5 separate regions of the Mus musculus genome follow, and regions 1, 2, 3 and 5 are each linked to region 4. Evidence: chromatin contacts called from public HiChIP or PLAC-seq, Micro-C and promoter capture Hi-C data. All regions are on one chromosome and are shown on one strand. The core of a region is the stretch at or near the end of the contact, and the rest is flanking DNA. Distances in the headings are between cores, read along the strand shown.

Region 1 (2,700 bases), core at 170-2,669, 390 kb after region 4:
TTCTTCCCCACACACTCTTCTGTGATGTCAATGCAAATTAGTGTTTTAAATTAACCCAGCAACATAAAATATGAAGAGATGCACTTATATACGTGTAAGGGTGTCTATGCATAGCTTCCTAGTTCTTTTTTCTTTGGAGGCTCTAGAAGCAATGATATCTCAGTAGCAGTGAGCTCACTAGGCTTTGGATCTTGGTCTCAAAATCCTCTCAGCCTTTGTGAGGTAGTTAGATTCACGAGGATCAGGAACTCAATATTAGCTTCAGCTACAGGGTCAGTTTGAGGCCAGCCTGGGTTACATGAAATCCTATGTGAGAGGGAGGGATGGAAGAAGGAGAAGTGTGTGTGTCAGAGGGTAGATTACCTCAGGATTCCTAAGGTGGCATAAAAACTGGTACATGGGCGGGCGGTGGTGGCACATGCCTTTAATCCCAGCACTTGGGAGGCAGAGGCAGGCAGATTTCTGAGTTTGAGGACAGCCTGGTCTACAAAGTGAGTTCCAGGACAGCCAGGGCTACACAGAGAAACCTTGTCTCAAAAAACAAACAAACAAAAAACAACAACCAAACTTGTACACGGCAGTGTGGATCCATAATCCTAGTGCGTTGGAAGTGAAGACAGGAAAATGCCTAGATCTTGCTGGCTATTTAAGTCCTGTCAAAAAGACGAGTTCCAGGTTCAGCTAGAGATGCCTTATGGTAAAGAACGTGGAGAGTGGGCTGGAGAGATGGTTTAGAGGTTAAGAGCACTAGTTCTCATAGGAGTAGGGTTCCATCGCCGTTATCCACAGGGCAGCTCACAAACCCTTCTTAACTCCGGTTCCAGAGGAGGTGTGCACGTCCTATTTTGACATCTGAGGGCACTGCATACATTTCGTCCACAGTGTGCACGCAAATAAAGGATGTATATACACACACAACAAATCTAAAAAATGTGGAACTGAAAGAGGAAGACCCCTGAAGCCAACCTGCCGTTTGTACCCGCAGATGCACACTTGTGCATGCGTATCTATGTACAGTGCACACACACACAATTACATGGAATGATATGTATACATGTATCTTTGAAACCACATTGCATATAATTATCTTCCTCAGACCTGTTATAGGGTATCTGTTGTTAGAGAATCAGCTGTGAACCTGCCGTGTGGTGGTGCAGATATTTAGAAGGAGGCTTAACAGTTTACTATGGTACAGTCAAGGAACCCTGTTTTGTTTGTTGTATCCTCCCCAAGGCCAGAGGAGCCAAAGAGACAATGGGAAGATGCATGACTAAGTGGGGTGGGCATTAGGATCAGAGATCTAAAGTCCTAAGACTCTTGCTTGCAGGGTGGAGTAACTAAGAACCAATGCGAGGCACAGACACAGCCAACGCCGCCGCGACCTCCGGGCCACAGGTGTCGCTGTGTGCTCACGCGCCAGCCGGGGAGCTGCGTTGCTCCTGGAGCCGGCGCTCGAGCCCAGCCGGGGGTTTCAGTTTCTGGCGCGAACTTCCGCCGCTCCGAAGTTGCAAGGCGAATTGGCGCGATGTCTGGCGACAGCAGCGGCCGCCGGTCTGAGGGCCGGGGCCGGGGCCGCGACCCGCACCGGGATCGCACCCGCTCCCGGTCCCGCTCGCGGTCCCCGCTGGCCCGCCGCGGCGCCGCGCCGGAGCGCAGGGAGGCAGCGGAGCGTCCGAGCTTGGAGGACTCCGATCTGTCTGATTCTGGGGACGAGCTGATGGACCCGGCCTGCTTGGAGGCCGAGTACGACCAGGGCCTGTGCCGCCAGATCCGCCATCAGTACCGCGCTCTCATCAACTCTGTCCAACGTAAGGTGGCGCTTTGTGGCTGCGCGGGCCGGTGGCGTTCCATGGCTGGGGAGGGCGGTGGAGGTGCAGGCGCTGGCCGGTCTGCGCAGGCTCGCGGCAGCGCGCTTTCGCTTGTTTACGAAGTGCAGCCTACGCGACCTTGGCGGCGGCCGCGCAGGTGCTGTGTGGCCGGCTGGAAAAGCGGGAGACCAGACCTGGTGGTGACTTGAGCTCAGCTAGCCAGTAGGGAAGACAAGCACACACCACCAGATTTTTGTTCAATCTAGCTTGCTCCTCGTGGGCGCCTGAGCTATGGAGTCCCTTGGGATTGCTAAAATGCACATTTCCCTGCCCAGCTCGGATACACTGAATCAGAAATGCTGTACAGGCCCAAGCGTTTGTTGTGTGGCTCTCCAGATGAGCCTGTTGCTTGAGAAGTTGACAATCCTTTCTTAATCGAGCCCTTGTATTGGGAAGCCGAAGAGTCATCCCTTTGCACATTTGGGGAGCAAGTGTTTCCTGTCAAGAGTTCAAGTTTTGAGGGCTGGGGAGATGGGCAGATGCTTCTCTTGCGACCTTAATTAGATTCCCCAGAACCCTCTAAAGTGTCTCCTAAAAGTAGTTCTGTAAACTTGTATCCTCAGCCGAGGGGAAGCAGAGACCCTGGGTCTCTTTGGCCAGCTCACCTAGCCTTCTTGGCTAGTTCTATAGATAGATAGATAGATAGATAGTTCTATAGATAGATAGATAGATAGATAGATAGATAGATAGATAGATACCCTGTCTCAAAAGGCAAAGGTGATGGTGCGCTGAGGGAAGGACATCAAAGGTTGACCCCAGGCCTTCTGCACACACAGACGTTCAATTTGCTTGGAACAGTAGTAACATTGTCTCTTTCTGTAAAAGATAAAGC
Region 2 (2,700 bases), core at 23-2,522, 360 kb after region 4:
AGAACAAATAGGAAAATCTTACTGTACTGGGCCACTTTTGCCTAGGACCACAATCTGATGGAGTCGGGTGATAGCTGCATTCATTAGGCTAGAACCCACCTATTTGCCACAGTCCTTACCTCTCCCTATTGTCTCATACCCACTGTTAATTGCTTCTGGCCTGACACCCAAAATTGCTGGATTTTGCCACTTTATTTTTTTTTTTCTTTTTGAATTAATATTTTCCTGCCTGAGGAAAAAAAATCTTCCCAAATTGATTGGAAAGAAGAAGTGAGAATGCATTTTTTTTAAGTGTGCCTGTGTGTATGTGTGTGTGCATGCGTGTGTGGGCTCACTTGTGTGTAGGACACTCTTAATGCTGGATGTCATTCCTCAGTACTGTCCACCTTGTTCTTTGAGACAGGGTCTCTCACTGAAGCTAAAACTTCCCCTGGGTGCTCCTGTCTCCACCTCGCCAGTGCTGGGATTAAAAGTGCTTCCCTCTGTACCTGGCTTCTGTACAATTGTATGTAGGTTCTGTAGGACTGAGTTCTGGCCCACACACTCAGGGAGCACACACTTCAACTAAGGTATTCCCTAGCTGCAGGCTGCTTCTTAAATCTAACTTCTGCAATCAAAGAGGCCCATACCATTAATCCAAAAATGTCACGGCCTGTGAGACAACAGGAAAGTGTCGTCCCCCCCCCGCCCCCCATGGCACTAAGCTAATATCCTCAAACTTAAAGTAAATACTGGCAAAGCTTGGATGTGTATTATTAACCTAGACTTACATGAAGGAAGTGAAAAGTCCACTTCAACTGTGAAAAACTTGTCTGAAACAACTATTTGCATTAAATCAGCTCTGCATTCACACATTTGCAAATCATTTCAATCTCTGCCTCATCTGTGGAAGTTGCTGAGTAGGTAAAATCTGGAGGGAATGTGCTCGTTTCTCATTATAGCAGTTTTAAAAGCACAGGATACAAGGGAGTGCTCAGGACTCACAAAGCAGGGCTGCTGAGGTACTAAAGGAATTCTGAAAATGTAAGGAAGGAATGGCCCCACAGGTACAAGTATGTCACATGGGTCCAGGCCGAGGACTTGTCCTCCCTTGCCTCTCGCTCGCTCGCTCGATCGATCGATCGAGATGAGATGTTGGGGGGCTAGTGTGAGACCTGCACAGCAGGAGGTGGGAGAGAGTTTCCTGAACCCACCTGGTGGTCCGAGGTGCTGTTCTCGTTGCCCATGGTGACTCAGGGTGCCCAGCGTCCCTCGCAATGTTGGTCAGAGTGACTAGAAAAAACGAAAGGGCATAAACACCTGGAAAGGGGAAGGAGAGCCGAGGTTTTCTCTTCTGCTCATCTCCCCAAACTCAGAGGCAGACAGCGAATGTTTATCTCTTCAGCCACATCATGGAAAATCACTTTGGAAGGGCTTTCTTTTGCAACATGCCATCCAGACATCTTTCCCAATACGGGCTGGTGTTTTCACTCCCCGCCCAGGGTTGGCTGCAGCTTCTGAAAGGCAAGTTTGTTCCTGAAGCTGAGTTAGCGCCAGCGTGCACACATATGCACATACACAAACGAATGACAACTCCCTCCACCCCAACCGCAAATGCCAAGTAGCCTGGGGTACAGCGCTCCCAGGAGGGTTTTCTGTTTCCAACTATACTCAGTTAGGAAACTCAGTGCGGCTGCTTTCTCTTTCTCGCTGCTGGTGAGAGTGCAGCCTGCTGTCAAACATTAGGAGGTGTGAACCTACTACTCTCCAACAACGTGGTTTTCTCATTCTTCCCTCTGAACACTTGTCTCATCGACTTACCTTCACTTCTGTGTATGTGGGCTCCTTGCTGATGGAAATGACGATCTGGGAGCCAGGCTAGGAACAAGTTCCCATATGAAGCTGCCGAGGGGCATTCAGTGACATATTAACAATCCTCCTAACTTAAATGTGCCCTAACAATTATCAGAGAGGCACTACCCCTTGCCTGACATCACTTGCTAGATTTCAGGGATCGACCTGGCATGCTCACTTTCTTTCTTTATGGAGAAACCAAACCATAGAAACTTTAAACGATCCTAATTTAAAGCTGGTGCCTTAGAGAACACCAGATACACACAGTGGGAAGGACCAGAGTTCAAGGCCCAGAACCCATATAAAAAGTCTGCTGGGGTTGCATGCGGTTGTGATCTCAGCAATCCTATAGTAAGAGGTAGAGGACTGGAAGGAAGCTGGCAGGCTAGCTAGCCTGGAGTGGGAGCCCCAAACAAGAGGGTCCTTCTTAGCCTTGATAGTAAGTAGTGAAGAGGATTCTTGAACGCTGTCCTCTCATTCCTGGGAATGAGCTATAGCAGGAGTATATCTCCAGGTGTGTGTGTGTGTGTGTGTGTGTGTGTGTGTGTCCCCACACACAAAAAAACAAATAGAAACTAATAAATTAAAAAAAAAAAACCTGTTGGCTTGCTTAGTCATTCAACTAACTTGGAGTAACCAGTACAGACTATGCATACCGAACAATCATTGACCAATAGAATATAAGTATTGTGAGCAGACCCAATTACAATGTGTCTGGGGACCAGTGGTGTGGCTCAGTGAAAGAGCCCTTGCCTAGAATACTCAAGGCCTTGGTTGGATCCCCGGTACTGCGAAAATGAAACTCTTCAAAATGTATGACATGGCACTAATGTCAGTCAGCCTCATGCTCAAGTCTCTTGCTCCTAA
Region 3 (2,700 bases), core at 130-2,629, 420 kb after region 4:
TCCATACAGGAAGCGGGCCCTGGAACAGCACGGAAGTGTGACCTTTTACCTGTATACTGGCAGGGAGCAGGGTCTGGAATTTGTGGTATTTAGGGCTTCTTAGGAGGCTGGAGTTGAGGCTGTATTTTTCCATCCTTTCAATCTTACATGAGTGGCTCAGAATTGTCTGCCCGTCAAGGTTTCAGGGTCTACAATGCCTTCTGGATGCCTCCAGCATTGGATGAAGGTTGTACACATATCTACTTGCAGGCTAAACACCCACAAACATAATTAAAAAAAAAAGTTTCCTGATTGCACTTTCTAGACACTGCAAAAAGGAATTCACCATATTGTCGACTATGGAAATTATGCCAGACAGACTTAAACATCTGTGTACGCAGAGGAGAAAGCTAAGGAATATTATCTTGGTAGGAGCATGCCTTTATTTTTACACTTTGCCTCACAACCTCATTCCCTAAAACACGTTCTTTGCAAATTGGAGACCCATGGAGTGAATTCAGATTATGTAAATGTTCAGCCTGAAGAGTTAAAAATTCTTTTTGAGTGATATTTAAAACTCCCTTTAAAAGAGGAAAGTGTCGCTTCGTCATTGGACATTCCGCTCTAGCAGAGTTGTTTGGATTCTAGATCCCTCTCTATCAAGCCAGCTCCGGCTCCTCGTTCCTCACAGGTGGTCAGGCGCAGAACTCGAGGTTAACCTTCAACTACAGAGCGCAAATGACCGGGTGAATCCCAACCTGGAGCCTCAGTTTCCCTATCTGTAAAGCGGGCTGAGAGATCGCGTCAGTGACAAGGACTGCTGTTGACTGGACAAGTAACCTGCTGGCCACTAAACACTGGGTTCCGAGACGCACCCCTGCAACCCAGGCTGGCGGCCAGTGGCCTGACCGGGGATCGGCGGAGAGCCGCGAACCCGGCAACCCCCGCGCTCTCGGCCCTTCCCCGAGGTTCCCCGCGCTGAGAGGCGTGGCCGCTCCTCAAGCCCACAGCGGCGGCCATGGCCTCGGTGGTGGAATACAAGGGCCTGAAGGCCGGCTACTACTGCGGCTACTGCGAGTCCAGGGAGGGCAAGACGTCGTGTGGTGAGTGTCCCGCCGTCCAGGTCGCCTTTACCGGCTTCAGCCAGGCTCTCGCTACGTCCTGGCAGGCCTGCCGCGCGGGTTGAGGCCGTTGGTCACCCGACTCCAGCTTCCCGGTCCCATTGGTCTCTCCTCAGCCGGCTTCCTTTCCATCCCGGTCTTCCCGCCCTCGCCCTCCCTAGGGGGTAGCCGCCCCTCACAGAGGAGGAACGGAACTAGCGGACGGCTGCCCGCAGTCAACATGGCGCGGGCGGCGTCAGTGACGTAGGGCGTCCGGTCCTTCCAGCCCGGGAGCACTCGAGTGGCTTCGCGCGATCTTCGGAGGCGCGCGCGTTGCATTGTGGGGTGGTGGAGGCGAAGGCGGCGGTAGCGGCGGCTGCGTAGGACTGGGTGGCGCAGCGGCGGCGGGGTCGCGGACATGGCTTCTTGGAGCGCGCCTTCACCTAGCCTTGTAGAGTATTTTGAGGGCCAGACCTCCTTCCAGTGTGGCTACTGCAAGAACAAGTTGGGCAGTCGCTCCTATGGTGAGCGAGCTCGGCCGGCGGGCGTGTGCTTCGGGCTCTGTGAGGGTCTTGGGTGGCCGCAGCCTGGGGGAGCGTCGTGAAGAGCCGGGTGTCCTCCACCCTTGCTCCCTCAGCGGCTGCTCTGGGAGACGGGAAGGGAGATGGGGAGGCTCCTGGGAGCTGACGGCCGCCCTGCATCCATCCCCGCGGCAGCCGAGGCCCCCTGCTGCATGTGTAGAGGGGCGTGTGCGTGCACACCTGTTCGCTGTCATTTTGGAGAAAGTGTCTGGGAGAACGTACTGGAAACCGAGATCGGCTTGATATTTTGATAAAATACCTGCTCGACTTTTTTTTTAAATCAGGGATTTATACCATGTCATTGTGCCAATCCATCTTGAAGACCGTAATAACGGTGTTCCTTCAGGCTTTAGGTTTCTTTTCTTTTTATTTTATTTTATTTTTCTGGCTTTTCGAGACAAACGTTTTCTGTGTAGCTCTGGCTGTCCTGGAATCCACTCTGTAGACCAGGCTGGCCTGGAATTCAGAGATCCGCCTGCCCCTGCCTCCCGAGGGTCTGGGATCAAAGGTGTGCATCACCACCGGGCTAGGATTCAGGTTTCTTACGGAAGATTTGTTTGTAAGCCGAATATGTACTTATTGTCTGCCGTGTCATGATCGGCAAATACAGAATCTAGGATGGATGGTTTAGAATAATCCTGCAGGTGGAAGCAAGGTAACTTGACTATAAATTTAGGTTAGAGATTTACCCGTTTTGAAAGACAGTTTAGTGGTTTGGCTGTGCACGGGATTTTGGTTTATGGATGCATTAAAAGTGTTTATTAGGAGAAAGTGTATTATTAGGTGAACCGCGGCCTTGGGTAGACAGTTATACAATCGTTAGATGCACGGATTACGAAGACCAGTTAAGTGAAAAAAACGCTTGGAGCATAGGGTTAAATAAACAGGATGCAGATGACAGCCGAGTACACGTGACAGCTGAGAGGAATACGGTCCAATAAAGCCCAAATAAGGCCAAGAAAGCACATCAAATGACAGTGGCTCACTTTGAGTGATAGAGATACTATTCTTTTTCAGAATTTTTATATTCTGACTATAAT
Region 4 (2,700 bases), core at 109-2,608:
AAGGTCCTGCAGGGAGCTGGGCAGTTCTCCAAGCCCCTTTACCCTGTCGCCACCACCACGTCCAGCTCTTGTGGGTACAGAAAGGTCCCACAAGGAGAGAGAGGGTAGAGGGTGCATTTTTTTCTTCATCCCCAGTGGGCCCCTCCTCTACCTCAAATTTCACGGTCCACTACCTGGTTGAACTCAGGCAAAAGGACCAAAGGACCAAAAAAGGACCAAATCGTGGGCGTTTTTGTAAAGTTGATTTAAATCAATGGAGGAAGAGGGCCGGAGTTACTAAATCGTTTTCTGCTTAGGAGGCGGGGTGAGAAAAATGCTTGCTGAGTTGAGCAGAGATGTTCCCTCTCCCCAAAGTGAAAGTTTTCACGAAGAGGTTCTATAAGAAAAACACTGCTTAGATAGTTCCAAGAAGAGAGGACTCAGCAGAAAGGGAGAAGGAAGGGAAGGCGACAAGAGTTCTTGCGATCCCAAAGCCATGTATCTCAACATTGCCAAGATCCCTGGTATGATACGCGGCTTTCCCCAGCGCGATGCCTAGTCACCCCGGCCAGGGGGTGCTGGACCAAAGCGCGCAAAGCACCTGCTTGGCGTTTCTCGAAACGACCCGATGCTTGGCGCAGAAATAGGGCCGGAGGGAGCCTTTGAAACACAGCTACCCCGAGCCCCATCGTCTCTCTCTCCCACTAACTGGATGCCTAGAACACCCCGCAGTGCTTCTCTGCACCTCCGCATCCCCTCCCGACGGTCCTGACTGGTCGGGCTGAGTTGGCGAGAGTGGGGAGCCACCCAGGAGTGCAGCGCAGGGCGGGGCGGGTACCTTGGCCGCAGGCGCCGCGCTGCAGGACGATGACCGGCGGCTGGCGAAGCTTCTCGGAGCGGCGGCTGGCGGCGCGCAGCTGGCACAGGTTGGTGTAGGTCTTGGCGTCGCTACCACACACCGGCTCGCTGCTGGCACACACGCACAGGCCGGCCTGTGCGCGCCGTCGTACTGTGGCCGAGGCCGGCACCCCGAAGGGCACTACGCATTGCAGCCCCTCGCCGCAGGGACCCTCCTGCAGGCCGCACGCTGCACCCTCGAGCGCGCCGCACACCTCGCAGCAGCCGCACGCGTCGCGGACGCGGCCACCCTCGCAGTCCGTGGGCGGCGGGGCGCAGCGGGTGGGATCGCAGTGCTCGGGACAGACGGTGGCAGCTGGGGCCGAGCGGCCGGTCCCCGACGGCAACGCCAAGGAAGGAGCCGCTAGCAGCAGCAGTAGCAAAGACAGGAGCGTGGTACGCAGGGACTGCATGACGACTCCGACGGCCACGGGCTGGACCACAGCCGAAAAACCGCGCTCGGGACGGTGTGTCGGGGTCTTGGGGACAGCGGGTGCGAGTGTGCGCGGCCGTACGGTTAAGCCCATTGGCCTAGCGGCGGTGACGAAGCGCCAGGGGGACGGGCACCGCTCCCGGGAGGGGGGCCGATCGGGGACTGCCTGCGGGGACGAGGCGGGGCGGGCCGCGACTCCACCCTCCGGCTGGCTCAGTTTCTCATTCTAGGATTCTTTTTCCTCAGAGATTGAAGACCTTAAGACCAAAGTGGCACTTAACAGAGGGAAACCTGCCTAGCACTGCGCAATCGCCTGGAAAGTTCCCAGGTCGTCCAGTGCGGAGGGCGGTCACATCGACCCCGGCCACAGCTGCAATGGACCGGTGCCCAGCTTGGGGGACTGTGGCTGTGAACTTGACGCCGCCGTGGGAAGGCAGCGTCAGCAGGACTGGCAGAAACCCAGTGCCCAGACCTAGTTTCAAGTGAGAGAAGCAAAAAGCATTGGCGAATGACAGTGTAAACCTTCCTAACGCTTCTCTTTTAAAGTTGCTTTCGGTGGAGTGCATGCCATAGCACGCCTCGGGTATCTGGGTTTGGTACTTGGAGGGCCACCGGGAGCATGCCGTGGCCACCGGGCTTTGTACAGTTTGTACTTTTTCACCCTGAGCTGTTAGGGAATGCGTTGTTACCACACAGAAGCGCCCAGCCCGCGCCTGCAGTCCCAGCGCTCGGGCAAATCAAGGTGTCCCAAAACAAGATGTTTTATTTTGAGCTCTCACATGAGGATTTAAGTGACGTTTGGGACCGAGATGAGTCTAAGAATCATCAGGAAGAGCAACTGTCACCCCGGAGGCAGATCTCTGTGCCTGGCCAACACAGAACACATAAATCTTGTATTGGAAGATGAGAGAATTAAAGTATGTGCTGTCCCCACCTGAGTTCCCCATGCACCTCGCCATAACACACCCCAGGGTGGTGGGCAGAGTGCTGCTGACCCTGACTCAAGGAGGAGTCGCTGATAGGGCGCTAATCTACATCCGGGTTGTTCCCTTGTGCAGAATTCCTTAAAACAACTCCCCTCAAAGCAGTCCCCGAGGTAAGCCTCAACTTCGTCCAAGTCCCACACATCAAGGGGTAAGAGAGGGGTAAGAGAGACACACACCCACGCATATGCACATGCACACACACACAGTCTCTGATATGAGAAGTACTTTTGTGTCTGGCTGGAATCCTCAGACTACAGAAACATAGATGTCTACTGGTCCTCCTCTGTCCCCTGTGCTCTCTCCTCTTCCCTTCTGCCAGTAAACTCCCTTTTATACCAGTTCTGTTGCATGGCATAATTTCTCAGAGGCACACCTTGACATGGGTTCACCATGGTACCCCCCTTG
Region 5 (2,700 bases), core at 135-2,634, 430 kb before region 4:
ACCTAGAATAAAGACTTTCAATTGGTTGTGCACTCTGAGGGGGCTCCCCATACTAAACAGAACAAGAATGATGACCACTTAGAATGTGGGGAATTTCTTTTAAAAATATAAATTGAGCCTTTTAGAATTAAAGGTTACTGTTTCTAGATTTTGTTTATACTGAATCTCTGATTTCTCTTTCAAACTTGATGAACACATTATACATACACTCTGGTGACTGTCTATAGAATTCAATCATCTTTTTCTTGATGACATAAACACGTTTTTTGAACAGGGGTACACATACAGACTAAAATGAAAATTAAAGCAAAACGTTTTTTCTGAGCGATGAACAAAAAGTTCTGGGACAAAACTAGGTTATGGCTGAACAAAACTTCCCCAGAAATTATATATAAGGCCTCAAGCACAACTTTAAAATTCAGGTACTCCACATTTCTGTAAACAAATTTCTCCCCTCGCCTCAATAGATGTTTAAATTATCTACACAACCCACTTCAGGAAGATAATGGGGGTGGGTATGGGGTGGAACGACAGCCGATACCTAGCTTTCTTTCCAATGAGTATAAAGTTTCAAGTCCCACTTGTCACCACAGAAAGTTTGACCGTACAATGTACTTCTGAAGGGACCAAGGCCCATTGCCAGTTTTTGTCAAGGTTATGAGTGAGAAACCTTAAGTCGCAGCTTTGAGCCTCTTGGACATTTTTAACCTTGAGAATTCTGTCATTTAGGACGTGCAAGCACGCTCCACCGGGTTCCTGAGGCTCGGAAGCCGGGTCTTAGTGGGTTCAGTGTTTAGTGCCTTCGGCCACTCAGCATTATTCTGCAATGCTAAGCGCCGCGCTCCACTCTACAGCCCACGGAGGTGACCTGAGCAGTGAAACAACGCGATCAGCCGTGGTCGCACTGCTTCAAAAGCAGCCTGCATGGCCTTCACTCCACGGGCTGGCGCAGGAAGGGTCCCCGGAGTCCTCTTCCGAGGACCTCGGATTGGGAGCTGGCTTTACAGGCTGCTTGAGCCAAGGAGACCGCACCTATCTGCTTTGGTACCACCCTCAGGGTGCCGACACCGCCCAGGCGCCACCCCACCTCCCACCCTAAAGCGTCGCTGCTTTGCCAACGTGGAAATAAACCCCTGGGTTCCCGCGCGCAGAGCACTGCGCATGCGCGCGGCACCTGCCCCAGGAGCGGAGGAATTCCGCGCACGAGCCAACCCCTGGCTCTTTTCCGCGGAGATTTTAAACCAACTTCTGGAAGGGAGACGAACACGCATGCGCACGTGTGGTGGTTGGGTCCCGGGATGGGAAGGGTTGGAGTGGGATGGGGTGGGGTCGGGGGAAGAACCGGAAGTTGTGCTGAACCTTCACCTCCCCTGGGCACTGAAGGAAACGCAAGCTCTGCGAGAGAGGTTCCGACGCCGCCTGGGTTGGAGGAGACAGAATGGAGACCGCGATCGAAGACGCGGGACTGGACCGCGGCCCGACGCTGACCTCGTCCTGGGATGCGGCGTGCGGGGCGCTGACCCAAAGCCTTTTTCTTACCCGGACTGGGCCACGTGCCCAAGACTTGGACTTCGAGCAGCTACTGGAGCCGCCAGCTCCGAGGTGCGCCGGGCCAGGGCCGGGGTCGGGTGACAGTCACGCTGCTGAGGAGCCGGGAGGAGGACGGGAGCCGAGACGGGCGAGGGAGCCGAGCGAGGCCGCGGGGACGGCATGGGGGAGAGCGGTGGTGCCTGGAGGTGGGCGAGGCTGCGGGCAAAGGGTGCGCGCTGGGCCGGAGAGGCCGGGAAACTCGTGTTCAAGATGCCCTCCTGTTACAATCCTCCTCGCCCCCCACCCGCGAACGCCCCCAGTCTTCTATTTGGGGGGAACAAGAACCACGGCGTCTTGGAAAAAGACACATGGTTGTTTTAACATTCAGTAAACGCTTTTAATTGACTGCGAATGAATTAGATAGTTGAATAGGCTGTCCACGGTCTAGGAAAAGTGGACGGGAATGAATGCCCTGACGCCTCAAACCTCTGTTCCTTATTAATTCTGTGAGAAGTATCTGTGGGTGATGGGGAAGGTTCTTGGTTCTCATGGCAAGTAGAGGTGAGTTTGAAAGGATTAATGGGTTATGCTTCTACTCGGAAAACTTATCTCTGTGATTTTTTTTTTTCAATTTTCTTCTCAGCCAGGATCCGGTTAGTCTGAAAAGCAGCCTGAGCCCCCGAGATGAAAACCCCTGCTTCATTTACCTGAACTGTGGCCCTAATGGGGGTGAAGAAATCCTTTCGGTTGGCGTTCTGAGTTCAGCAAGAAACATGGAAGTATACTTAGGAGAGGAGTATTGTGGAACCAGTCGAGGCAAGACTGCCTGCACTGTCCTGGATGACAGGTTTGTGACTTGTCTAGATGAAAGTGTTCATATGAATCAGTGTCTTTATTCTCAGCTCGTAATGTTTGTGGATTTTCTGAGACTGACAGGACAGGAGTCATTAGGGAAGAGAAGTTAAAAACATGCCAATAGACATAGGTTAGACCACTAAGCCTTCCAACGGCAGGGTTGATGAGCAAGCTTAAAAATATGGAGATTTCGGGCTAGTTAACTGGAAGTGAGTTGGCGGGTCACTGGTAATTAGTGGAAGAGCTTTATTAGAATGCAGTCCAGGTAAGCATTCTTGTTCTCACGTATCTCAGCAGGATCTGTTTAACAACCAT

The links. Promoter capture Hi-C pulls out the DNA fragments that hold promoters and counts their contacts. Hi-C and Micro-C count contacts between places; a contact is called where the count stands out from the background. HiChIP or PLAC-seq counts read pairs in DNA pulled down with a chosen protein or histone mark. Capture Hi-C pulls out chosen DNA fragments and counts their contacts.
Region 1: a Micro-C map of embryonic stem cells shows a contact between it and region 4, with 3 times the contacts expected there. The contact joins the promoter of Nsmce4a here to the promoter of Htra1 in region 4. A contact is called at or near these places in 1 of 15 datasets of contacts at CTCF or cohesin (the NIH/3T3 cell line), 3 of 484 Hi-C or Micro-C datasets (all in embryonic stem cells), 2 of 115 datasets of contacts at active chromatin or transcription factors (bone marrow-derived macrophages and embryonic stem cells) and 2 of 9 other capture datasets (adipose tissue and liver).
Region 2: a contact with region 4 is called in an H3K4me3 HiChIP or PLAC-seq map of embryonic stem cells, with 2.7 times the contacts expected there. The contact joins the promoter of Tacc2 here to the promoter of Htra1 in region 4. A contact is called at or near these places in 1 of 39 promoter capture datasets (neural stem cells), 2 of 115 datasets of contacts at active chromatin or transcription factors (embryonic stem cells and pancreatic cancer cells) and 1 of 9 other capture datasets (adipose tissue).
Region 3: a promoter capture Hi-C map of adipose tissue shows a contact between it and region 4. The contact joins the promoter of Ate1 here to the promoter of Htra1 in region 4. A contact is called at or near these places in 6 of 39 promoter capture datasets (the 3T3-L1 cell line, embryonic stem cells, hippocampal neurons and 2 more), 2 of 484 Hi-C or Micro-C datasets (both in embryonic stem cells), 4 of 115 datasets of contacts at active chromatin or transcription factors (bone marrow-derived macrophages, embryonic stem cells and epiblast stem cells) and 4 of 9 other capture datasets (adipose tissue, liver, macrophages and 1 more).
Region 5: a contact with region 4 is called in a promoter capture Hi-C map of pre-B cells, with 2.0 times the contacts expected there. The contact joins the promoter of 2310057M21Rik here to the promoter of Htra1 in region 4. A contact is called at or near these places in 3 of 39 promoter capture datasets (hippocampal neurons, pre-B cells and trophoblast stem cells) and 1 of 115 datasets of contacts at active chromatin or transcription factors (embryonic stem cells).

The regions. Positions count from the first base shown.
Region 1 is chr7:130,546,100-130,548,799 of GRCm38.p6, reverse strand. Nsmce4a (NSE4 homolog A, SMC5-SMC6 complex component) reads left to right here and starts at 1,419. Exons shown (of 11, transcript NM_001162855.1): 1 at 1,419-1,808. The coding sequence starts at 1,526.
Region 2 is chr7:130,576,010-130,578,709 of GRCm38.p6, reverse strand. Tacc2 (transforming, acidic coiled-coil containing protein 2) reads right to left here and starts at 1,272. Exons shown (of 22, transcript NM_001004468.3): 1 at 1,194-1,272. The coding sequence starts at 1,226.
Region 3 is chr7:130,518,259-130,520,958 of GRCm38.p6, reverse strand. Ate1 (arginyltransferase 1) reads left to right here and starts at 1,379. Exons shown (of 12, transcript NM_013799.3): 1 at 1,379-1,603. The coding sequence starts at 1,498. Gm4275 (putative uncharacterized protein ZNRD1-AS1) reads right to left here and starts at 1,368. Exons shown (of 4, transcript XR_869987.2): 1 at 1,114-1,368.
Region 4 is chr7:130,934,861-130,937,560 of GRCm38.p6, reverse strand. Htra1 (HtrA serine peptidase 1) reads right to left here and starts at 1,358. Exons shown (of 9, transcript NM_019564.3): 1 at 818-1,358. The coding sequence starts at 1,289.
Region 5 is chr7:131,361,410-131,364,109 of GRCm38.p6, reverse strand. 2310057M21Rik (RIKEN cDNA 2310057M21 gene) reads left to right here and starts at 1,384. Exons shown (of 6, transcript NM_026655.4): 1 at 1,384-1,602; 2 at 2,174-2,377. The coding sequence starts at 1,439.